Regions from separate parts of the Mus musculus genome. Here regions 2, 3, 4, 5, 6 and 7 are each linked to region 1. Evidence: chromatin contacts called from public HiChIP or PLAC-seq and promoter capture Hi-C data. All regions are on one chromosome and are shown on one strand. The core of a region is the stretch at or near the end of the contact, and the rest is flanking DNA. Distances in the headings are between cores, read along the strand shown. Region 1 holds the start of Lima1 (LIM domain and actin binding 1). Region 2 holds the start of Tmbim6 (transmembrane BAX inhibitor motif containing 6). Region 3 holds the start of Mettl7a1 (methyltransferase like 7A1). Region 4 holds the start of Nckap5l (NCK-associated protein 5-like). Region 5 holds the start of Tmprss12 (transmembrane (C-terminal) protease, serine 12). Region 6 overlaps Faim2 (Fas apoptotic inhibitory molecule 2). Region 7 holds the start of Aqp5 (aquaporin 5).

Region 1 (3,090 bases), core at 301-2,800:
AAGAAAGGAAGGAAGAAGAAAAGAAAGAAAGAAAGAAAGAAAGAAAGAAAGAAAGAAAGAAAGAAAGGACGAACGAACTTCTCTGGGCTGGCAAGATGGCTCAGAAGATGAAAACCTTTGCTGCACAAGACTAAGGACCAGAGTTTGATCCTCAAATCCTAAGTTAGAGAGAACCAACTCCTATAAGCTGCCCTCTGACCTCCACAAGCCTACCATAGCACGATGGCTGGTATTCATGCACACACATCACACAAATGGTAATTTTTAAAATATATATATATATATATATATATATATATATATATATATATATATATATATATATATATATATATATATATATATATATATATATATATATTGAAGGTCAGGGACAGTGGAGCACACCTTTAATCCTAACATTCAAGATGCAGAGGCAGCCATATTTCAGGCAGCCAAAGCTAGATAGCCAGCTCAAGGCTAGTCAGGGATTCTCTGAAGAAGCAGAAAGAGGAAGAGAAGAAGAAAAAGGAGGGAGAGGAGGAGGAGAAGACAACGACTGAGGAGGAGTTGTTCTTTCCTGCTAACTCTATAGCTTTTTGAAGGCTGTCTAAACATGATCACACTTGGTCGTCCATAGACTAACTGGACTAGGTATTTGTACCAGTAACTATGTAGATACAAAGTAGCCCACTCACCCACTTCCGTGCCAAGGATGATCTGCCCTCCAAAGGTCAACGTCTTAAAAACATAACCTCACAGTCTTCGGCTAACTTGCAAAGTCAACAGAACCATTTGGATTAGGCAGATTTTTGAGAGCTGGAATTAGTTGCAAGACAATAGCAGATCAGTATCTCTCACCAGGATCAGCTAAACTCATTGTTGTGAGCACCAATAAGAAGGCTAGGACGGGTGCCAGATGGTTCGCTCCTAGCACCCACGACTTCGAGCTCCAGTGTGTGTGGCCAGGGGTGTACAGTTACCTAATATTAACACCTACGGATGCGAGTGAGCAGTGGATCCCAGCTCAAGTACACCATAGCGATTTGGGAAGGACACAGCAAGTAGGAACTGTTCGGAAGGATGTTAAGTCTTAACCAGAGTTCATCTGGAGGAATGGACGGGAGAAAAATTGGAAAAGGAACGGCCGCGTGGAAGAAGGAAAGAGTGGCAGGATTACCTCCCTAAGAGGGTGTTTTAACTTTTGATGAAATGCCACTTTCCCTCCATCCCGTGCGAGACCAGGGGCCCAGGCAGCGAAGTCTCAGTCCCTTGGACTTCCCAGAAGGGAGGGCGGAGCATGGGAGGCTCCTCCAACGTGGACCCCAAGGGGTGAGCCTCCTGCTCCTGCTACCCACCGCCTCAAAATACGCGGGGAGAGTGCGGGGCTCAGCAGGGTCTCCGCGCGCATGCAGGCTGCGGAGGGCGAGGCGAGAGGAAGCGCTTACCTGACTAGAAAGCCGTCGGGGCTCGGCGCTGCACGGCCACGGTCCTGCGCTCTGTCTGCCCAGCGCACCTGTCGCAACTGGGCTGCAGCACCTTCAGCTCCGCGGCCCCGCCCCGGCCCCGCTCAGAGCCCCGCCCCCTGCCGCGGAGGCGCGCCCGTCTCCCGCCTCCCGCGCGGCCTTGGAGCGAACGTGCTCGCTCCCGGCGGCGTGTTCAACTCGTGACCGGAGCGTCGCCCTAGTAGCGGTGGTGTTGCAGGAGGCGTGGCTCCTGTGTCAGCCTCCAACTTGGTCGTGTCCCCTTTCTGGCTCACCCTATCTCTCTCTGACTAGAGATTGCAGCAGTTTGATCTGAGACTCACCCAGAAATCTGGTCTAAGTGCAACTTCAGGGAAGTTCCTGGTGCTGTCGGGGTAAGTTCTGTGGAAAGGTATTTTAAGAGAGGCCATGCCCTGTGCTGCAAAGAGCTGCCAAAGAGGCCTGGCTCAGACTACATTGGATCACTTCACCTCAGTGGACCTGAGTTTCCTCAGGAAAGGATAGGATTAGATAAGAGTAGGTGGTGTCCAAGTTCTCCAAGAGCTATGGGTTTTGTTTGTTTGGTTTTTGGTTTTTTGTTTTTTTCAACAACGGGTGGTTTTCCTTCATTTTCTTTTGAGACAGAGGAGGGTCATCACATGTAGCTGAGATTAGCCTGGAACTCACAGTGTAGCTGAAGTGATCTTTGAGCTGTTGGCTCACAAAACTGCCCGTAACTCCAGCACCTGGGGAACCTGATACCATTTTCTGGCGTCCGTGAGGAACTGCACACACATCACACACTCACACACATATACATACTAATAAGATTAAATAAAAGTCTTTTTTAAAAGAGGCTCTAAGAGAAGGGTAGTAGCACACACCCTAGAGTGGGCTTGCACTTCTCAACAGTGTCTGCAAGACCTGTTTCTGTTTCTGCACTAGGAATGTGAGGGTCTGAATAGATCATGAGGAGACATAGCATGTGGCCATCCAGCCCTCAGATTCTTGGCTCCACCACCATTCCTCTCTGCACGAAGCCTTTTGATAGTATCCTTTCCTGAGGTCTAGTGACATACCAAACGAAAGGAATTCTGAGGCTTTTCATGTGAGTGTTGATTAGTATCATAAGGGCCAGTGGTAGAAAGATTTGTTCAACTCCTAAAGCAGTCACTGGCAAAGGGCACAGGACATGTGGCCTTTATCCTGGCAACTGAGGTAGGATGGTTGCCTTGAGTCCCTGGATGTCCAGTGTTACAGAGTGAGAATAACCCAAAAGGAACAAAACAAGAAACCTACAAAAAGCTGTTGATGAACAAGTTTTAAGGAATTGAGCCATTCACCAAGGATAGAATATCATTCAAAAATCTAACCTAGACTGATTTCTGGATAAATGTACTAAAGAAGCAAATTAACTTTATTCGAAGATTAAAAGGGTTTTGTTTTTGTTTTTGTTTTTTTAAACGGGAAATCAGCAAACTTCTCTAACAGCTTGGGAAAGGAGCTTCATAAGCCGAACAAGGAAGTAATGATATTGGCTTTGCTTTATTTGATACGGTCACATGGCAGCTCCCTAGTTATATAACCAATTGACTGGTTGGCTATCTGTGAATGGCTGTCTCGATTCAGAATTAATCAGTTAGAAGGA
Region 2 (3,090 bases), core at 395-2,894, 480 kb before region 1:
CTCCTAAATACTGGGTTTAAGGGCCTATGCCAATACCTGGCAGGTTTTTTAAAACGTGTTAATTTTAACTTACATAAGGTGGTTCCCCACTCCCCACCTCCCTTAGTTCCCCAGTTGGAGCATAACCTGTGCAAGAGTTCCCAGTTGGGAAAAACTAATCAAAAACGATGTCCTTAGTTCAGACTGTCCAGAAACTTCAGATCCTCTAGCCTCCACCTCCAGAGTGCAGGCTTACTTGGTCCCCCCCCCCCCCATCTCCATCTCCACCTCCACCTCCACCTCCACCTCCTCCCATTCGATCCCCTCCTCCTCCTCTCTGTCTCTAGTGTCTCTGTCTCTGATCTGCCCAACCCCCAACCCCGTTTCTCCGTGCTTTCTCTGGGTATTTCTGGCTGTTCTGGAACTCGTTCTATAGACCAGGCTGCTCTCAGACCAGCGATCTGCTCGCCTCTACCTCCTGAGTGTGTAGTAGGTAAAAGTTACCTTGGCCCAAACCATGGTCAGCCCTAAGGGCTTTGCTGGAAGCAGAACTGAGAGGCTCAGATGGTCTTCCACCTTTCCTCTACACACTCCTCAGGCTGCCTCACTCTGGAGTCCTTCAGGGCCCTAATTCAGCATGCAGCCCTCAACTACCCAGGATCCAGCTGGAACCCATTCTATACTTGTGATTTCAGACAGTACTAATGAGTTGTGAAATTGATTTTTAAAAGCATAGGCCACAAAAAATAAAAATAAGAAAATAAAGGCTCCTGGTTTTTGGTTTTTTTCTCTCTTTTAAAATTAGCTTCACAGCTCCTTCCAACTAGGTTATGCTCCAACTAGGGAACACGCCCTAAGGGACGTGGCGAGCCAGGGAACCACCTGCTCTTTGACCGCCCTTGGCCAGGTCTCTAAAGAGCTGGTTAGGATTGCAAGACCAGGTCTTTGAGGCCGTTACACCTGACTTGCAGGGCCTTGGGTAACTACCAAAAACCACTCACTTCCATGCAGGTGGTTGTGGTCTCTGTAGCCAGTTTGCTTGGGGCTCCTGAGCTACCGGGTAGCCTCAGACCCTCCAGGCTGGGGTCCCTGGGTCCCTGTAGAATGGCTGGCCCTTCAAAGGTGCTCTGAAGCGTAAGCGCCATTATATTCAATGTTAAAAGGTCTCGAGAAAGCCGGGTGTCGGTGGCGTATGTCTTTAATCCCAGCACTTAAGAGACTGGTCTACAGAGTGAGTTCCAGGAAGGCCAGGACAGAGAAACCCTGTCTCAAAAAACAAAACAGAGATCCCAGGGAGAGCTGCCTCGCTTTCCTTCATTACCATCCCATGAGAGGCTTAAAACCAGCATCTTGGGACATTTTAGTGTCATGGGTGGGTGGTCTCACATGACAACGGTCTAAGCCTGACACGCCCCATTTCACTTTTCCTACTCCATGGGTCTGAAGCCCGACGTCCATCCTTCCTATGTAGGGGGAAGAAGGCGGAGGCCTATTGCTAAGGTGCGGGTTGGTGGCTACAGTCTTGATTGACAGGGGTATTAGCCAATGACTCTGACGAAAGCGGCTGCTGTTTATGAACGTGCAGATAACGGACAGGAGCAGTGCAGCCGGGGGCCAATGAGAACTCGCCTGGGCAGGTCTGAGGGCGGGGTTTCCCTAGGGGGCGGGTGTGGGTAGACTTCCAGCGCCAACCCCCGGAGACTCAGAGCACATCCGGTTTTAGCAGAGCAGGGAAGCTCCGGAGAGGTGGGCTGAGAAGGTACGTGCGAAACTAGGATCGGGCAAACCCGGAGTGAGGGATAGGGAGGGAGCAAGCGCGGGAGAGGGTAGTAGCTTCCGTTTTCGGACGGATCAGCTCCTTAGGCAACCCGGCCTGTTCTGCGTCGAGATCGAAGGAAAGCTGGGCGGGGAGGGACGCGGAGGAACTAATGCCGCGCATGCGCAGCAGCGCCGGCGGGGGCGAGTCTGCGGGGTCTCCCGGGCAGTTGGACCTGTGTCTGTGGCGAAGGCAGGCCTCTTAGCGACCCTCGCTTGCGTCCCTTCCACCCTCAGCCGAGTTCAGGGCTTGAATTCGGGACGGGTCCCCCACCCCTGACTTTGAGGTAAACGAAAGAGAAAGCTGTGTCGTTGTGGTCACCCCGCCCCACCCTGCGATCGCCTCTCGGCTGTTCCTTCTCGGGTTCCTCTGCCTCGCCTGGGTGAGCCGTCGGGGTTGGGGACTTGAGGTAGGCCTGGTTATAAGGCTGCCCTGTCACGGCGGGCCAGGTGATGTCACACTTCTTTATGACACTCGAGATTCCTTAGTTACTTAGAAGCCAATGGTAGAGGCCGAGGTGAGAAGCCCCGGGCTTAGCCTGGCTCCCCAGGCCCACGGAGCAGCCCCACTCTGATCTGATTGGTTGCCTCTGGACAGGTGAGGTGGCCTTGATTGCTTCGTCCTGAACCCTGGGTGAGTTCCAGAGTCTGCCCCGGAAGGGCGGCGATGGGTACTGTTTTTCTTGGACTGACTGATAAGTAGGCTTTGGCTTGCCTGCCTTCGTTTCTTTCCTTTTCTTTTTTTTTAAACAACAAAAACAAAAACAAGTTGTCTGGTGCCAGGCCAGGTTGCTTTGCCTGTCCAACCAGGCTTGTGTTGGCCAAACAACAAAACCACTTTGAACTTGAGACTCTCCAGTTACACAAACTACCTGTGAATGTGTAACACTTCGGACGAGCTGACTGCCTGAAACACAGACAGGAATTTGAAGGCTGAAGGTCAATGCCAGACTTTGTAGTTACTTATTAATATTTGTATGTGGTTTACCTTGTGGCTGTATGGGTATCTTAAGAGAGAGGTATGATTCAGGAAGTCCCTGAATTGCCCAATCACGTTTTCATGCCTTCTGCTAACACACTTAAGTCAGTAGTTGCTACATTTATTTTCTTTGGTGTTTCTTTATTGTCTAATTTGTTTTCTGCTTTGACTTGAACAAGTGGACATTTAGATTCCCCTCAGTTTTCCCCTAGTAGAGAGTGTCTGGAGTCCTTGAGAAACACAGCCTGTAACTTAGATCCACTTTTCCACTTCCATTATTCATCATGGGGAAATCAGGTTGCGCCCCTGGGTCCTGC
Region 3 (3,090 bases), core at 201-2,700, 430 kb after region 1:
TATGAGTAGACTTTAGCATATGTGTAGGGTATATTAAATATGAGTAGACATTAAAACCTTCATACACACCTCTTTTTGGATTAGGGATCAGTGACAGAGTATTTCCCTGGCTTGTGTAAACCCCTCAGTATCACCTATTCTACCTCCAAATACAAGAATTAAAACAGAACCCAGCTCAGCCAGTGCCTACCACTCCTGTTTCAGGATATGAGTTTTTCCCCTCTGCATGCTGCCGACACCTGATATGAATATCAGATGGCTATGCTAGCCTCAGGTCCATCTCCTCTGGAAACCAGCAGTGACTTTCTTGATCTGACTCGCTGAAGATTCTGAATAGTTTCCTAAATCTTCTAGTTATGTCTGTTCCCACTGTCATTCACACATCAAAAGCACTCAAGTCTTATGTAGAATCATAGAATCACGTTGACAGTTCTTAACTCGATTACCACCTGTAAGACCATATGTGAAATATGGAAGCAAACAATTTAAAAAGTAATTTATCTTCTTTGTGAATTTATGACTCAAAAAACAATTCCCGAAATCAGTGCAGCTGGGCATTGTGACAGAGATCTGCCATCTCAGCGCTGCTTGAGAAGTCGCAGAGGGATCAAGAGAATTCAAGGCCGGCTGGGGCTAAGGAGCAAGACCCAGAAAAAAACCCCAACCAAAAAGACTGGAGATTGAAGCTATTTTATAAAGCCCATCAGAAGCCAAACGGGGACTATCCTGAGCACCTCTACTTTAAATGGGCGGAGTTACATAATAACCAAGCATAAGATTGGCAGTTGCGTTTTAAACTGTCAAACAGCTCAAAACAGTGACACAGCAAAGATCCTTCAGATGAATAATTAACTTATGAAAGGCTCAGTTCAGAATGGGAACTGAGAAACTGTTGGGTGAGTCTTGGCAGGGTTTCCTTTCACTTCCTTTACACAAAAACAGGTTTTGGGGCGGTGTGTGGTGGGAAGAGGAGAAGGGAAGAATAAGCCTGCGATGAAAAGGGGTCTCGGCTGCCATCTTCCCTGGTGCGCTGACCTGCTCCTCTTCCTAAAAAAGGCTTGGGTGGGTGATGCGAAAGTACACACTGTGCACTAGCCAACCGCGGCCGGAAACTAGCTGCAGCCTCCAGACCCAAACAAAGCCAGGCAGGACCAGGGTCAGGGTTCAGGCTGCAACCTTCCAAAGGGATGGGGGGTGGGGGGGGAAGGTGGCAGTCTTGGATCACTGAGCCGGCCAACTGCTAGCCGGCCGGTGGGGTTAGGGTGGGGGTGGGATGGACGGTGTGGGAGTCAGGCCGCAATCGGAGCCCTACCCGGCTCTGCTATTTTGGTTCCCCCCCCCCCCCCCCCCCCCCCCCCCCCGCTCAGCCGGCGCCTCCTTCCTCTCTGATTGGCTCTGGAGCGAGGCCAGGAGCCTGCGCTCTCCTTCCCCAGGAGACACTTCTGGGGAAGCAGTAGCCCTTTCTCCTCTACTCGCAAAGATGACGCTTGCCGTCCTGGCCCTGCGGCTGGTGGTCTGTACCCTGGCGCTTCCCATGTTTCTGCTGAACCTTCTAGGCTTGTGGAGCTGGGTATGCAAAAAGTGCTTTCCCTACTTCCTGAAGCGATTCTCCGTGATGTACAATGAGCAGATGGCGAGCCAAAAGCGGGAGCTCTTCAGCAATCTGCAGGAGTTCGCCGGCCCCTCGGGGAAGCTGACTCTGCTGGAGGTGGGCTGCGGCACCGGAGCCAACTTCAAGTTCTATCCCCCCGGGTGCAGGGTCACTTGTATCGACCCCAACCCCAACTTCGAGAAGTTCTTGTTCAAGAGCGTCGCAGAGAACCGGCAGCTGCAGTTCGAGCGCTTCGTGGTGGCAGCCGGGGAGGACATGCACCAGGTGACCGATGGCTCTGTGGACGTGGTGGTCTGCACCCTGGTGCTGTGCTCGGTGAAGAACCAGGAGAAGATTCTGCGTGAGGTGTGCCGAGTGCTGAAGCCGGTGAGTGGCAGGAGTGAGGACTGGCTAGCTGCAGCTAGGAGTGAGGGTGCTCCTATCAGTTTCGGGTGGATTCTAAACCAAAACAAACAAACAAACAAACAACAAAGCAAAACAAAACAAAAATACCAAATGACTCCAGAAGAATTTTGCAAAAGAGAGTAAGGGCTGACAAATCAGAATCTAGAAAGTTCTAAACTGCCAAAGGGGGAAGAGCCTGTGGAGAGTTTAGATGTCAAACTTGGTAAAGAAGCTCCCAGAAACAGCTGAGGGGTCACCCACTCATTCAAACAAACAAAAAAAAACCTTCCAAGTCCCGGCAGGCAATGGGAAGCAGAGGCAGGTGGATCTCTGGAAGCTCGAGGGCTCGGTTGCCAGCGATGCACAGAGACCATGTCTCCAAAATAAAACAAGCAAAATTTACAGGTCACTAAGGATACTGGTTCTGTGTTTTGAAATGGGTCAGGGAAAAAGATGAGCAACTGGGCAGGAACCAGAGTATAAACTAAAGCAGACAATCATGAGACAGACTGTAAGGCCGTGTTTGCTTCGGACAGTCTCAGAGACTCACAGTCTATAGTGCTGGGGGCAGGGAGGGGGTATCTGGTAAGGACCCCCTCATACAGGAAGGGGCTTGGAAGCCTCATTGAGAAACATCAAAACATCAAGTGAATGCACTATCTCTATTAGAGATTCATCTATAGCTACACATATGTAAAACACGTCCACCCAAGGGTGCTCTCTTTCTCTCTCTCTCTCTCTTAAGATTTATTTGTTTTATGTATGTGAGTACACTTGTAGCTGTCCTCAGACACATCAGAAGAGGGCATTGGATAGCATTACAGATGGTTGTGAGCCACCATGTGGTTGCTGGGATTTGAACTCAGAACCTCTGAAAGAGGAGTCAGTGCTCTTAACCATGTCTCCAGCACCCCCTCCCCCACCCCCCCAAGGATGATCATTAAAGAAGCATTTGCAGTACTGCAAACTGGAAAGAGACCATGTGTGGATGGGAGCTTATCACCCTCAGGAACTCTGTAACAATTACAAACATCAAGAGCTGGGTGTGGCAAACCACACATAGAAACCCACTGACAGTCTCAGGATCTCAGAGG
Region 4 (3,090 bases), core at 230-2,729, 420 kb before region 1:
TACTGTACAGCCAAAGACACCTTAGGTAGACCACAGGTGCTGGAAACAAAACCAAACAATCTATGTGGGAATACAAGGAACTCTGCTCACACACTAGGGATGGGTTTTAAAAATCTGAGAGCCAGGTTTTCAGGCCAGATTGGGAGGGGGGGGGGTCCTGTAAGATTGAAGAGGGTCTACAACAAAGCAATTGTACAATGCTCACTTCCCCTCAGAGGCCTGAGCACACAATAGTGAGAGACTCCTTCCCCATGGTTCCTCAAACCAGTCCTGATTGCCGGCCTCTGTCTCCAACCACTTCCTCTGGCTGACAATTGTGTTTAAGCAGGAGGGCCCACTGGAGAACGGGAGAGTTGGCGGAGAGGGAAATCAAAGATTGCCTCCAAACCTAAGGAAGCCTTCAAGCCTAAAACCTCCAGCTCCTGAGGAAGGCGGTCTTTAAAAAGCAGCTGTTGGGCAGGCTGGGTGGGTTCATGTGAGCCCTCTGGAAAACCAGGCTTAGGAGATGAAGGCCTTCTGTGCCCTTGGGACAGCGCCAAGGCTAGAGAGACAAGAGGGGCCTTCCGCCCAGGATATAAAAAGAGGGAGTTGGGGTCCCAACTGCCGCTCTCCTGGGCCTGCTAAACCAAGGGAATGTCAGGCACAAATAAATTCTCTGCATTCTTTTCAGCACCCCAGCCCAAACCCAGAAACCTTTTCAGTCGGGGCTGCCCTGTCCCTTACTCCAGCCCAACCCATCTCCTTCGCTCAGCCTCTATTCAGCATGCAGGTTGTCGGGTTCCCTTCTTCCCACAGCCCCTCAGAGCCTCAGCAGGGTGGTTCCCAAGACCCGGTCACTCCGCCTTTCCCCGCCTCCCCCACGCCCTACAGCCCCGGGCCACAGGGACTGGAAGGAGTGCGAAGGGGTGCCCCGGGCTGCAGTCTGCGCCTGCGCTTTGGGGAGAGCCCCCTCCCTCCGCAACCCAGCACCGCTAAACGCTACCGGGACCGTGGGATACGGGGAGGGTGGGATGCGCAGTGGGGGCAAGGTCAGTGCTTTCAAAGAGGGAGGGACACCCGCCACCGGAACATCCCCCCACTCCCGAAAGTTTCCCTTCCGGGGCCACCGAGTGTGCGCGAGGATGGCGCAGGGGGCGGGAGGGGGTGGGGTGGGGGGGTGGACAAAGTCACAACAGGACCCCTCCTGGGAGAGTGCAGCGCGAGGGACCGGCAGGCGTCGAGGTGTGGGCCGGAAGCCTCGCTCGCTGCCCCTTCCAGCCAAAGCTGCCACGAGAGCCTTTCACTCCACACTCCGCGGCCCCCACCCGGGGCGTGCGGCCCCCCACCTCTCAGCCCGTTAAATGCCAAACAGGCCTGAACTTACCGAAATCAGGTGCTGAGCTCGACTGGCTTGGTCCACAGGGTCCATGGCCGCATCTCGGGGGCGGGAGGGCGAGGGGGGTGCAGGAAAAGGGGGGTACCGGAGCCACCTCTTGATGTCAAGGCTTTAAAGGGGCCAATGAGCCCCGCCCCTCGCCCAGACCCCGCCTCCCTCCTCCCGCTCAGCCAATCCACGCTCAGCCTGGGTGCCTGCCCCTCCCAGCTCTATCCAGATGTTCCCAGGACGAGAGCTAAGTCTGCCCGGCCGGCGCGCGCCGCTTCCGCCCGAGTGGGCAGGGCCTCCCCTCCCCTCCCCCCTGCGGAGAAACACTCTTCCTCAGGCCGGAGCTGACCTGCAAAGCCTTCGCGGTGCTCCCGGTGCTCCTGGTGCTGGGGATCGGGATGCCAGGCCCGGCCGAGTGGGACTGGAGCCGGGGCATTTAGAACAGAGAAAACTAAGTAGGTTTGCGCGGGCCCACGGGCATGCGCGTCTGCTTCCGTGGGTCTGGGCGTGCACGTGTATGTGGTTGAGAGCGTGTTTGTAATTTGCTGCATACGTGTTAGGTGCAAATCTACAGGAAGAGGCTTGAGTGTCTCCTTGGCCTGAAATGCACCCGCCTCTCTTTTCCATCTCTAGGTCGGGGACCTCCCAGAAATCTGGAAACTGGAAGCGAGGAACAGGCACATGTGTAGAAAGCAGTGCTGGTTTAAGAAGCAAGGCAGACCCAGGCGTGGTTGCTCATGAGAAATCCTCGCACTTGTGAGGCAGAGGCAGGTAGATCTGTAGTGCAGAAAAAAGAGACTGTGGTTGGTTTTTAGCTACTTTCTGTCAGGGAAGAAGAAAGTACAGTCCAGTCACTTCACTAACCGGGAGGAAACAAGCTAACTCTTGCAGGCCTTTGCAACTTAAGAGCTCAGTACGGTTGTCCTTGGTCTGTTTGTTGTTACTGATTGGTTGAGACAGGATCTCTAACTCTGGCTAGCCAGGAACTCATGATATAGGCCTGGCTGACCTTGAACTTGTCATGATCCTATAGCTTCTGTCTCCATTTTGGTCCTTAAACACTTCCTTGCCCTTCGGTGGATACCTTATAATCCTCAGCTATATGCACTGTATTAACTGGCCTGGATGCGCACACAGGGGAATTCAGAGGTATCTTTGGACACTTTGTATATTTTATTAATATTGCTTCTCTCTTAGGTGTACAAATGAGACTTAAAGCAAAATTAGTCCAGTAAAAGAACGGGTGCCCTACAAGAATGTAGGGTGGTCAGGTTGGCTGGGATGCATTTAAGGGGTCCTCTCTGAAGAAGGCATTTTAGAGTGGGAGTCTAAAGATGGAGAACTTGAGTAGGACCCAGGCAGGAATAAAGACAAGTGATTGGCAAGAAGCTAATTACCAGAGTGGGATAGCAAGCAAATCCTCTTTTGTAGGGGGGGGGGGGCAATGCAAGAGGTTTTATCTGGAAAACAGAATGAGCATTTATATAAGGGAGTCATTTTGGATTAAACAACAACAACAGAAGAAGAAGAAGAAGAAGAAGAACAACAACAACAACAACAACAACAACAACAACAACAACAACCACCACCACCACCACCACCTCCGGTCTCGCTGTGCAATTCAGGCAGACTTCCAACGCTCTGCCCCCCAGTGTCAGGACACAGGTGTCATGTACTGGGTGTCAGGACCGCAGGTGTGCCACCAGGCCTAGAGCATGCATGCACAC
Region 5 (3,090 bases), core at 197-2,696, 410 kb after region 1:
TGTGGACCAGGCTTTATTTTCAAAAAAAGGCCATAAGGCACCAGCTTCAGGAATAAGTCCCAGAAACTAGGTCATATGAACAGATCATAAAACCAGAATAAAATAAAATAGTTCTAGTAACAGATTATAAAATCCAGAATAAAAGTTTAGATTAACTAATTCTTCTAGAAAGTTCCTCTGGTTCCCTATATGAAGGCCTGCGTGCCTTTGTCTTGAAAGAAAATAAAACTTGAGAACTGTGATTCATGTAATTTATGTCAAGTAGCCCAAAGAGTTGTTTGTGAGCTTTGAAACCTGGGGCTGAGAACATAGCAGAACAGGCCAGGACATGCCCTGGCAGGCCCATCATTAAGACATTCCTGAGGCTGCTTGGTCATAAAGATAAAGAGAATGACATGACCAGACTGGCCCTGTGCCTCCCTATCTCCCAACCTTCTGACCTAAGTTAAATGTTATCTGCATGTACAGTCTGCTGATGTTTAAATGGACCAATCATGTGAAACCACGCCAATTCCTCCCCCAGCCCCTTTTCTATAAAAACCCCTAGCTTCCAAGCCTCAGTGGCCAAATCCACTGTCTCCTGTGTGAGGTATGTTTCAACCTGGAGCTCCACCATTAAGCTACCTCGTGTTTTTACATCAAGATGGTCTGTTTGTTCGTGATTCTTGGGTGCACACCGAATCCAGAGTTGAGTGGGGGTTTCCCCACTAGGTTCTTTCAGTCTGTGGTCAACATTTCAAAGAATGGTGGACCCCTGCATGCTGGTTACTTCTGCAGAATAAGCATTCTTTGTTTTTGCACAGGATCTGAGTTTGGGGTCTTCCTTCAGTGATTTTTGGACCCTTACAACAGCTAGGAAACAAAAAAATGGCCACAGATGCTCAGACCATTTTTAACATTTTTGTTTGAAAGAGTCCCACATAAAGGGGATACCATTTATATGTAGGCAACCTTCACATCAAAGTTTTTTTTTTTTTTTTTTTTTAAATCTATATCAATTGATTTGCTTGTTTGTTTTTCGAGCTGGGGGTTTCTCTGTGTAGCCCAGGCTGGCCTCAAACTCAGAGATGCCCCTGCCTCAGCCTCCCGAGTGCTGGGATTAAAGGCGTGCATGCTTTTCCGTATTAAATATTTACGTATGATTGTGGGCATCCGTGGGTGTACGAAGTAGGTGCGCATGCATGGCGAGCCATGGCGCCTGTGTCCGTGAGAGGACATCTTCTGCAGGCAGCGCCCTCCCTCCTTCCAGGCCCGGTGGGCAAGCTTGTGAGGCCAGGGCTCCCACCTGACGCCATTGAGACCTCCCTTCCCCTCTCACGCTCATCTTCCTACCCTGAGGTCCTCACAGCCCTGAGTGTGGGGAGGCCTTCTCTCCCACCTGAGCCTGCGACATCCCGGAAATCCTCTGCTGGGCCACTTCCGGCTGAGCAAAGGCGGGAAGCAGCTAGAGGACCAGCAGGCCGCTGCCGCCATCTTGGGGCCTACAGCCACCATGGCGTCATGGGCACTGAGCGCCGCGCTGCTGTGCCTGGGCGGCGCCTTTGCGTACTCTGAGCTGCACTCACTGTCCCTTAGGGAGGGCTCTGCGCTGGGACAGGCCACTGTGCCAGGGCCGCCGGAAGAGGAGCAGCCGGTCACGAAGGGCAGTATCTGGTCATGTGCGGCCCCGCAGCCCCAGCACACGGGGACCTTGCCTGCTGTTCCCACCTCAGCCACGCAGGACTCAGCTGCTCCCAGACCATTGGTAGCCATGTCAGTGATACCTCAAAAATGCTCCGCACTTATTTTCTAGACAGACTTATTGACGTTCGTGGTTCAAAGGGCTGTTAGGCGACCTTCTCAGAATGCAGTGGATAATAATAATAATAATAATAATAATAATAATAATAATAATAATAATAATAATTCAGCGGGTTAAATGGCAAGAATGATGGCTACAGCTTGCAGTTCTGGATTTAGCAATTGCAACTTTTGTTTGTTTTATGCCAGAGATTGGTGATTTATATACATTTTTCCTACACACCCTTACTACTGAGCTATATCCCAGACACATGCGGTCACGGGAACGCACACAAGCTTTTGAGATCAGGTCTCACTATACAGTCCAGGCTGGCTTGGAATTTGTGATGTTGCTGTCTGATCCTCTTGAATGCTGGGATTTCACATATCTATTACTAGTGGGTGGTGGTGGCACACACCTTTGATCCCAGGGCTCTGCAGCCAGAGGAAGGCAATCGATCTCTGAGTTCAAGACCAGCCTTGTCTACAAAGTTCTGAGACAGTCAGAGAGCTACAGAGAAACTCTTGTCTCGAAAACAGAAACCAAGAAACGTAGTGTATACTAGCATGCTGGCTAGATCTTAGACTCTTTTTTCTTTTTTTTAAGTTTATTTATTTCATGTATATGAGTACACTGTAGCTGTCCTCTGACACTCCAGAAGAGGGAGTCAGATCCCATTACAGATGGTTGTGAGCCACCATGTGATTGCTGGGAATTGAACTCAGGACCTCTGGAGGAGCAGTCAGTGCTCTCACCTGCTGAGTCATCTCTCCAGCCCAGATCTTAGACACTTAATCACTATTTCACAAAGTAAAGAACATGGGACTTAGCTAGTGAAACTTTTATATTCTTGGGCCATAGAGTTATTAATAAATTATGTTGATTTTGTGTCTTAGTAATCAAATATGGCATGTTTGTTTAAATTTCTTCACCATTCAAAATTTCAGCTTGTCTCATCAATGTCTACATAGGAATGGAAAGGATTGTGCTAATGTATTCAGGCTAGGAAGTAATACAAAACATGGATGTTGATTCCAAATAATGTATTGCTTTGTTTTTAGATTGTGGAATAGCACCACTTAGAGGTGCAGTGGAAGGGTCTCGGATTATAGGAGGTTCGCAAGCTGACACTGGTGCGTGGCCATGGCAGGTTAGCCTGCAGGTTCAAGATGGCGATATTCTTATGCATGTATGTGGTGGCGCCCTAGTGAGAGACAGGTGGGTCCTCACAGCTGCTCACTGCACAAAAGAGGCTAGGTAGGTATTCATAATACAATTCTCATTTTCTTCTCTCAAGAATAGTTTGAAAT
Region 6 (3,090 bases), core at 263-2,762, 360 kb before region 1:
CCAAGAATGACTCTGAACTTCTAATCCTCCTGCCTCCTCTTCCCAGATGCTAGTTTTATGGGTGAGTACCGCCATGGTGGGTGGGTGGAGAATGGATGAGGCAATTCTTACATCAGCGCTGTCTACCTCACGGGATACGTTGGACATTCTTTGAGTCTCTGGAATTTGTGATAAACCTGGGACTGTAGCTACTTAGTGTAGTTGAGCAAACGAAGAGAGAAAGAGAGAGAGAGAGAGAGAGAGAGAGAGAGAGAGAGAGAGAGAGAGATCCAGCCATTGATTCACTGGCAAGAGATATCTCTTTGCATGGCTTCCCATGATGTCATGGACACCTGGCGTGTCTCTTGGGTGTTCCTGAGGCACATATTCAGGTGCTTGGGGTCCACCTGACTCAAGGATATGTGGGGCTGCCTTGGGCAGGCATCTGTCCATCTTTGGCCACGTAGCCTGGGTATCTGCTTCTAGGCACTTTCCACCCGGCCTCTGGAACCAGATATCCAAGTTCCCAGCTTGATCCTACCATGTCCTAAAATGACCTCAATACGTTATCTGACATCTCTGGACTTCCTCTTCACTGTGATCGCAGAAGAGTGGGACCTATCTGCTAGGTGTGGTGTGTGAATTAAGAACAAAAGAGAGCCGGCTGAGGGACAGTGAGTGCTGGATAAATATTAGCTGAGCCCCAGGTGTGGTGCATGCCTATAATACCAGGCTCTAGACACTGAGGTGGGAGGATCGAAAGTTCAAGGCCACTTTGTTTATAAAAGACAAATAAGTATATACGTACGTAAAGAAGTGAATTAGCTATCACTGTTAACTGAATTTGGTAAGAACAGCAAAGAAAGAGGTCCTTCTGATGGAGACTTTCGCCAGGTATGGGAATCTTCCCAGACTGCTCTAGGATTTACTAATTTGGTCCCCACAGCCAGATATCCCTGTGCTCTGCCAGAATGACCCGTCTTCTTAGTCCTGGTCACCTAATCCCCTCTGGCCACCAGCTTCTACCCTGATGTTCTCCTGATGTTGCCCTGCTCAGAGAGTCTATCTTGGACACAAGACAGAATTCCCTGCCTGAGCACGGCACCAGCCCTACCCTAGGATGCTGCCGAAAGGTTCCATAGAGACCATAAGGAAGACACAGGGTGGAAGGGTCTGAGGAGAGAATCACAAAGCTGAGATGGTGGCCCCAGGAGCTGGGCCAAACTCACCAACGTGAACACACCCGCTCCCAGTACAGCATAGACCGCGTGGAGCCAGGGGACCTGTGGGAGAGGAAAGATTGGCTTAGCACACAGCTGGCTGGCGGAGGTGCCAGAAGTTGGGGCAGGGCTCAGTCCTGAGAATGGAAGAACAGGGGTAGCTCCTCTCTAAGAAGGCCGGGTCTGAGAGAGGCTGTGATTCTTGGGGAGCTCCCAGTGGTTCCCACAGGGGCTTCCCACAGACCTGACATGTCTTTCCTTGGAGCACAGCCCCAGGCTCAGGCTGGCCAAGTGCGACTCATCCTGTTTGCCAGTCATTCCCTCAGCCTGGGTCTGGCTCTAGGCTCCTCCTCAGGTTGCCAAATCATCCCTGCTCTATCTGGGGTCTGTCTGTTCCTCACAGAGAGCTCTCTGTCTCTGCCTTGGAAGCAAGAGCTCAGGTGGAGGGGCTGGAGAGACGGACGGCTCAGTGGTTGAGAGCACTGACTGCTCTTCCGAAGGTCCTGAGTTCAAATCCCAGCTCACAACCATCTGTAATGAGCTGTCTTCAGACACACCCCTCTTCTGGTGTGTCTGAAGACAGCTACAGTGTACTTACATAAAATAAATATATTATTTGTGTAATATAATATTTATAATATAATAAAACATTTGTATAATATAATAATAAATAAATCTTTGGCCCGGAGAGAGCAGGGCTGGAGTGAGCAGAGGTCCTGAATTCAATTCCCAGCAATCACATGATGGCTCACAATGGTATGCTCATAAACATAAAATAAAAATAAATTTTGGGAAAAAAAAAGAGCTCAGGTGGAAAAAGTCAGCCAGGGTGGGTATGGAAGTGGAGGCATCTGGAGTCTCTGCCAGAGGGCCATGATGGCCCTGCCTCTGGAGGCCAGAGCAGCACCTTTCCGGCCTGTGCTCACCCCCACTGTGAACGCAAACAGTCACAAGTATAAGGTGCATTACCCTTTGTGGATCCCTTCCAGAAACCTTTCTAGAAGGTTCCTGGAAACAAAGGCATCCCATCAGCTCAACGTGGGTCAATAAAGGGTGCTTTGAAGTTCTAGGACTCCTTCCTGTAGCCCCCTCCCATCCTAGAGACACAGAGGCCCCCAGGCCAGCTCTGGCCCCTCCCTTCGTCAACAGGATCCTGGGAAGAGCCAAGGAGTCAATCTAGACATCCTAGACTTGATGCCAACTGCCCAGAGGCTGGGGCTGGGCAGCATGGAAGTGTGTTAGAGGGGATAAGGAATACCCTCCAACCCTGGCAGACAAGAGGCCATGGGAGACCAGCTACCGGATGTGGCCGGAGAGAATATTGTTGAGTCCCTAATAGATCCAACTAGTTCTTTCCTGTGTTCTTAGGATTTGAACCACCTGTCACGTCTCCAATCTGTTCCCCAGCATTGGTGGCTTCAGCTCCTACCCAGTAGGCACTCCTTTGGGCAGGCAGGATGCCAATCGGAGTCCCTGGAAGAGCCCTCCGGTGGGTGGGCATTTGTGAGATGGGGTGGGGAATCTGCTCCTACGCCGCCGTGGTCAATTCCCCTCCTGCACGGCTAGCCAAATTCTGCCTCTTTGGACTTAGCTGGTCCCCCAGGAGTGCCCCTGAGCCTGCAGGACCCTGGAGCCACATTGTATCTTTCTCAGCTACAGTCCCCCTCCCCCATCCTCCACCTGCAGGAGATGGCCGGGAAAGTGAAGCCGGATGCGGCTCATGGAGCTGGGCAGGTGCCCAGGCCTGCCAAGAAAAGCCTCCTTGTTTGCTTGCCCATGCTGCTAACACACCCGGGGGCAGGTGCCAGGAGGGCCAGGGTGGCAGGCCATGAGGCTTTGGCCCTGGGTGGCCCTGCTGGGGTAGGAGAGCATGCACCTTGGGTTATCTCCA
Region 7 (3,090 bases), core at 152-2,651, 280 kb before region 1:
ACGGTGCAAAGTGCTCAAACACTAACCGTACGGGGTAGAGGGAGTGCAGCTCTTTTTCTGGGATCCTGAGGATGGGTCCTTGCCCTGCCCCCAAACCCTAGAAGGTCCTCCCTCCAATCTCCTTCTACACATGCCAAACCTGCGGAGGGGGAAGGTGGAGGGTTGGGAGAAGCAATGGAGAGGGTCTGGAAGCCCAAAGAAAAAAAGGACAAGAGGAAGCTGGGAACTAGAAAAATGTGTTGGCCAGTCCAAGAGTGCAAGGACTTGATGGAGTGGGGGTGGGGACGAGAAAAACCAACTGTATGAGTGTGCAAACTAGAAAGTGAGATAGGCCGGCAGAAACAAAGACCTGCAGATTGAAAGAGGCTAAAGGCAGGCGAACTAGATAGAGCTAGAAACAGTAATGGACAGCTCGTTTTAAAAAAAAGGAAGAAAACGTAGAAACGAAGAGTCAGAGAGACAGGCAGAAAGAGGAAGACTCAGAAGTCAAAGGGTGATAGACTGAGGAAAAGAGACAAGGCTAAAAGACTGGTGGGGAGAGGGCGCAGAAACGCAGGAACACATGGAGGGAGAGGGCCAGAGACACAGAAAGAGACAGAGAGACAAAGAGAGGTGGGGATGGGGGTACTGAGACTGTCACGTTGGGAGAAAGACCAACAGGGACAAGAAGCAAACAGCCACTCCGGAGGTCTAGTGTGACTAAAGTGATGGAGTTCTGGGTTGAAAACAGAAGAGGCCAAGACCCTTTCCTCTGACCCCAGTCTCAGGCACTTCCCTAAGCCCAAACAACCCAAATTGATCACCACCCCAGGGTCCCCAAGGGCTACCACTGAGAACGCCTCCTAGAGCCCGCTGCCTAGAGGCACCGCCACACGCGGCGTCGAGGATTGCCGAGCGCAGAGCAGGCTGGCACTGTACTCCCGATCCAACGCCCCCGCTCCTGCCGGGCTGGACCGGGGAGAGGCCCACGATCGCCGAACCGCCCCCGCCACGGGCGGATAAGGAGCTAAGAGGCGCTGTCCTCAGAGACTCTCATCACTCTGACCCGTCCGTGGGTGAGACCGACCGGGTCAAGATGCTCCGGTCGCGCGAGCCCAAGGAGGAGAAAAGGGGAAGGCTGCCGGCCGGCCCCGGACGCCGGTAAAGGCCGGCCGGAGAGGGACTTCCAGAGCTCGGTGCGAGAGGAGAGCCGGGACCGCGCTCAGCCGCCAGGAGAGCCCAGCACGCACGTCGACCAGGAGGGCGCGGGAGCAGCGCTGAGCGCACGATGCGCGCGACCCAGACCGCCGGGCCAGTCTACACTGCCGCGTGGGTCACGTGGCCCGGGCGGGTCCGCCGCTGTGCGGCCGGGGGGCCGGGGGTGCGCGGGGCGGGGGGCTGCGAGCGCGCGCCCGCCAGGCTCGCTCCCTGCGCGCTGCGCTGGCCTCTGGGCGCGGGAGCCGCCCCCGGCCCCCCCGCGCTCTGCCCGCCGCGGGGCGCGCGCCCTCTATATAGCGCGCCCCTGCCCGGTCCGCGCCAGGCCGCCTGCCACGGAGTGGGCACCGCACGTCGCGCAGAGCCCCGCAGACAGACGCCCGCCGCTGCCAGCGCCGCCCCGACGGCCGCCCCGCGACGCAGCCGCTGCCACCGGGCCCCCAAGGCCACCATGAAGAAGGAGGTGTGTTCAGTTGCCTTCTTCAAGGCCGTGTTCGCAGAGTTCCTGGCCACCCTCATCTTCGTCTTCTTTGGCCTGGGCTCGGCACTCAAGTGGCCCTCGGCGCTGCCCACCATTCTGCAGATCTCCATAGCCTTTGGCCTGGCCATAGGTACCTTGGCCCAAGCCCTGGGACCTGTGAGTGGTGGCCACATCAATCCGGCCATTACTCTGGCCCTCTTAATAGGCAACCAGATCTCTCTGCTCCGAGCCATCTTCTACGTGGCAGCCCAGCTGGTGGGTGCCATTGCTGGAGCAGGCATCCTGTACTGGTTGGCGCCAGGCAATGCCCGGGGTAACCTGGCCGTCAATGCGGTGAGTGTCCACCAGACTGTGGAGGGATGGGCAGGGACCCTGGGGACATTTCAGACCAGACCTTCCATGCTCCTCCATCTTGAGAATGGGTACAACCAAAACACCAGGGCATAACTTAGCCAGTAAGAGCAGGCTGACCAACCTCCTGGCCAACCTCAGTGCTCCCGGGTCCTGGCTTCTCTTCACATTCTCCCTCATCTACCCCTCCCTCTCCTATGCTGCATTCCCTGGCCTAACTCCCCAGGGCCGCCAAAACATCCCTTCCATCTCTAATCTCACCTGTGACTTCTTTCTTGTGACCCCCCTTGGTGGTGTAGTTTTAAGGGACCCACCAAGGAGCCATGGATAGTGATGGATGGAGGTCTGGAGCAACCGTGATCTCCCTGGGCTTCCAGTTTACTACCCATGACATGGAGGTGATCAGAGCACAGCCAGTGCCCTGGGGATTACACTTAGAAGCCATGATGTGATGCACCCCCAGTGCTGGCTCCCCCTTTTGTAACCCCTGCTCCTGCCCCCCTGCTGTCTCTCCATCTTTGCAGCCCTAGATTCAGCCCCCTGTCCCATGTGAACTGGGCTCATTAATCAAACACAGAGGAGGATTTTCTCGGCCATTGTCAAGCTGTGAGTCAGACACACTGGAGAGACGGGTTTGAAGTTGGCACCGGCAGCGGGTCAGGCATGGATAGGAGGCCAGGGGCTGTTTGCAGTAGGCAAACTGGGCAGCTGCCCACAGGAGGGAGGGTAAATGCCAGCTCATGGGGGCTGGGGATTGGGCAGAGCCGTTGACACGATGGCACCCAGGAAAACTTGCTGACACCCTACCCTCTGGCTACAGGCCTGAGCTTCAAGCTTGCGCACACTGAAGTGCAGTTTCTCCAACAAATCGCCTGTCTGGATCATGCAGGGGACTTGACTTCCAAGAGCTCAGGCTCTAGGTGTCCTTGAAGACCAGAACCTTACTTGTCTAGCCTGTCACCGAGCCTGAAGGCTGCTAGCAGGGTCCTAACCCAGCTCTTCCTTGCAGCTCAGCAACAACACAACACCAGGCAAGGCCGTGGTGGTGGAGTTAATCTTGACTT

Evidence for each region. HiChIP or PLAC-seq counts read pairs in DNA pulled down with a chosen protein or histone mark. Capture Hi-C pulls out chosen DNA fragments and counts their contacts.
Region 2: a contact with region 1 is called in an H3K4me3 HiChIP or PLAC-seq map of embryonic stem cells, with 7 times the contacts expected there. The contact joins the promoter of Tmbim6 here to the promoter of Lima1 in region 1. A contact is called at or near these places in 2 of 39 promoter capture datasets (embryonic stem cells and hippocampal neurons) and 3 of 115 datasets of contacts at active chromatin or transcription factors (embryonic stem cells and stem cell-derived neural progenitor cells).
Region 3: a contact with region 1 is called in an H3K27ac HiChIP or PLAC-seq map of embryonic stem cells, with 4 times the contacts expected there. The contact joins the promoter of Mettl7a1 here to the promoter of Lima1 in region 1. A contact is called at or near these places in 2 of 115 datasets of contacts at active chromatin or transcription factors (embryonic stem cells and pancreatic cancer cells).
Region 4: a promoter capture Hi-C map of adipose tissue shows a contact between it and region 1. The contact joins the promoter of Nckap5l here to the promoter of Lima1 in region 1. A contact is called at or near these places in 1 of 39 promoter capture datasets (hippocampal neurons), 1 of 115 datasets of contacts at active chromatin or transcription factors (neural tube) and 1 of 9 other capture datasets (adipose tissue).
Region 5: an H3K4me3 HiChIP or PLAC-seq map of embryonic stem cells shows a contact between it and region 1, with 5 times the contacts expected there. The contact joins the promoter of Tmprss12 here to the promoter of Lima1 in region 1. A contact is called at or near these places in 2 of 115 datasets of contacts at active chromatin or transcription factors (embryonic stem cells and pancreatic cancer cells).
Region 6: a contact with region 1 is called in a FOXA1 HiChIP or PLAC-seq map of pancreatic cancer cells. The contact joins the enhancer-like site here to the promoter of Lima1 in region 1. A contact is called at or near these places in 3 of 39 promoter capture datasets (the HPC-7 cell line, cranial neural crest and second pharyngeal arch cranial neural crest), 3 of 115 datasets of contacts at active chromatin or transcription factors (embryonic hindbrain, embryonic stem cells and pancreatic cancer cells) and 2 of 9 other capture datasets (liver and pancreatic islet).
Region 7: a contact with region 1 is called in an H3K4me3 HiChIP or PLAC-seq map of embryonic stem cells, with 7 times the contacts expected there. The contact joins the promoter of Aqp5 here to the promoter of Lima1 in region 1. A contact is called at or near these places in 6 of 39 promoter capture datasets (the 3T3-L1 cell line, cranial neural crest, embryonic stem cells and 3 more), 1 of 484 Hi-C or Micro-C datasets (embryonic stem cells), 12 of 115 datasets of contacts at active chromatin or transcription factors (embryonic forebrain, embryonic hindbrain, embryonic midbrain and 5 more) and 2 of 9 other capture datasets (liver and macrophages).

What each region holds. Positions count from the first base shown.
Region 1 is chr15:99,873,906-99,876,995 of GRCm38.p6, forward strand. It overlaps Lima1 (LIM domain and actin binding 1), which reads right to left and starts at 1,551. Exons shown (of 11, transcript NM_001113545.1): 1 at 1,428-1,551.
Region 2 is chr15:99,391,303-99,394,392 of GRCm38.p6, forward strand. Tmbim6 (transmembrane BAX inhibitor motif containing 6) reads left to right here and starts at 1,645. Exons shown (of 10, transcript NM_026669.4): 1 at 1,645-1,738.
Region 3 is chr15:100,303,367-100,306,456 of GRCm38.p6, forward strand. It overlaps Mettl7a1 (methyltransferase like 7A1), which reads left to right and starts at 1,451. Exons shown (of 2, transcript NM_027334.3): 1 at 1,451-1,978. The coding sequence starts at 1,481.
Region 4 is chr15:99,456,269-99,459,358 of GRCm38.p6, forward strand. Nckap5l (NCK-associated protein 5-like) reads right to left here and starts at 1,480. Exons shown (of 13, transcript NM_001001884.1): 1 at 1,364-1,480.
Region 5 is chr15:100,279,391-100,282,480 of GRCm38.p6, forward strand. It overlaps Tmprss12 (transmembrane (C-terminal) protease, serine 12), which reads left to right and starts at 1,447. Exons shown (of 5, transcript NM_183109.3): 1 at 1,447-1,643; 2 at 2,842-3,037. The coding sequence starts at 1,493.
Region 6 is chr15:99,509,374-99,512,463 of GRCm38.p6, forward strand. It overlaps Faim2 (Fas apoptotic inhibitory molecule 2), which reads right to left. Exons shown (of 12, transcript NM_028224.4): 11 at 1,209-1,262. Among named protein-coding and RNA genes, the nearest start is that of Faim2, 17 kb to the right of the region's middle. Within about 2 kb of position 1,513, at least 35 of the 459 cell types and tissues checked have an H3K27ac peak or open chromatin away from gene starts, as enhancers often do. A contact at or near this core is called in pancreatic cancer cells, where this site is marked.
Region 7 is chr15:99,589,627-99,592,716 of GRCm38.p6, forward strand. Aqp5 (aquaporin 5) reads left to right here and starts at 1,402. Exons shown (of 4, transcript NM_009701.4): 1 at 1,402-2,008; 2 at 3,036-3,090. The coding sequence starts at 1,646. The region is part of intron 3 of Gm34765 (a long non-coding RNA gene); the gene reads right to left.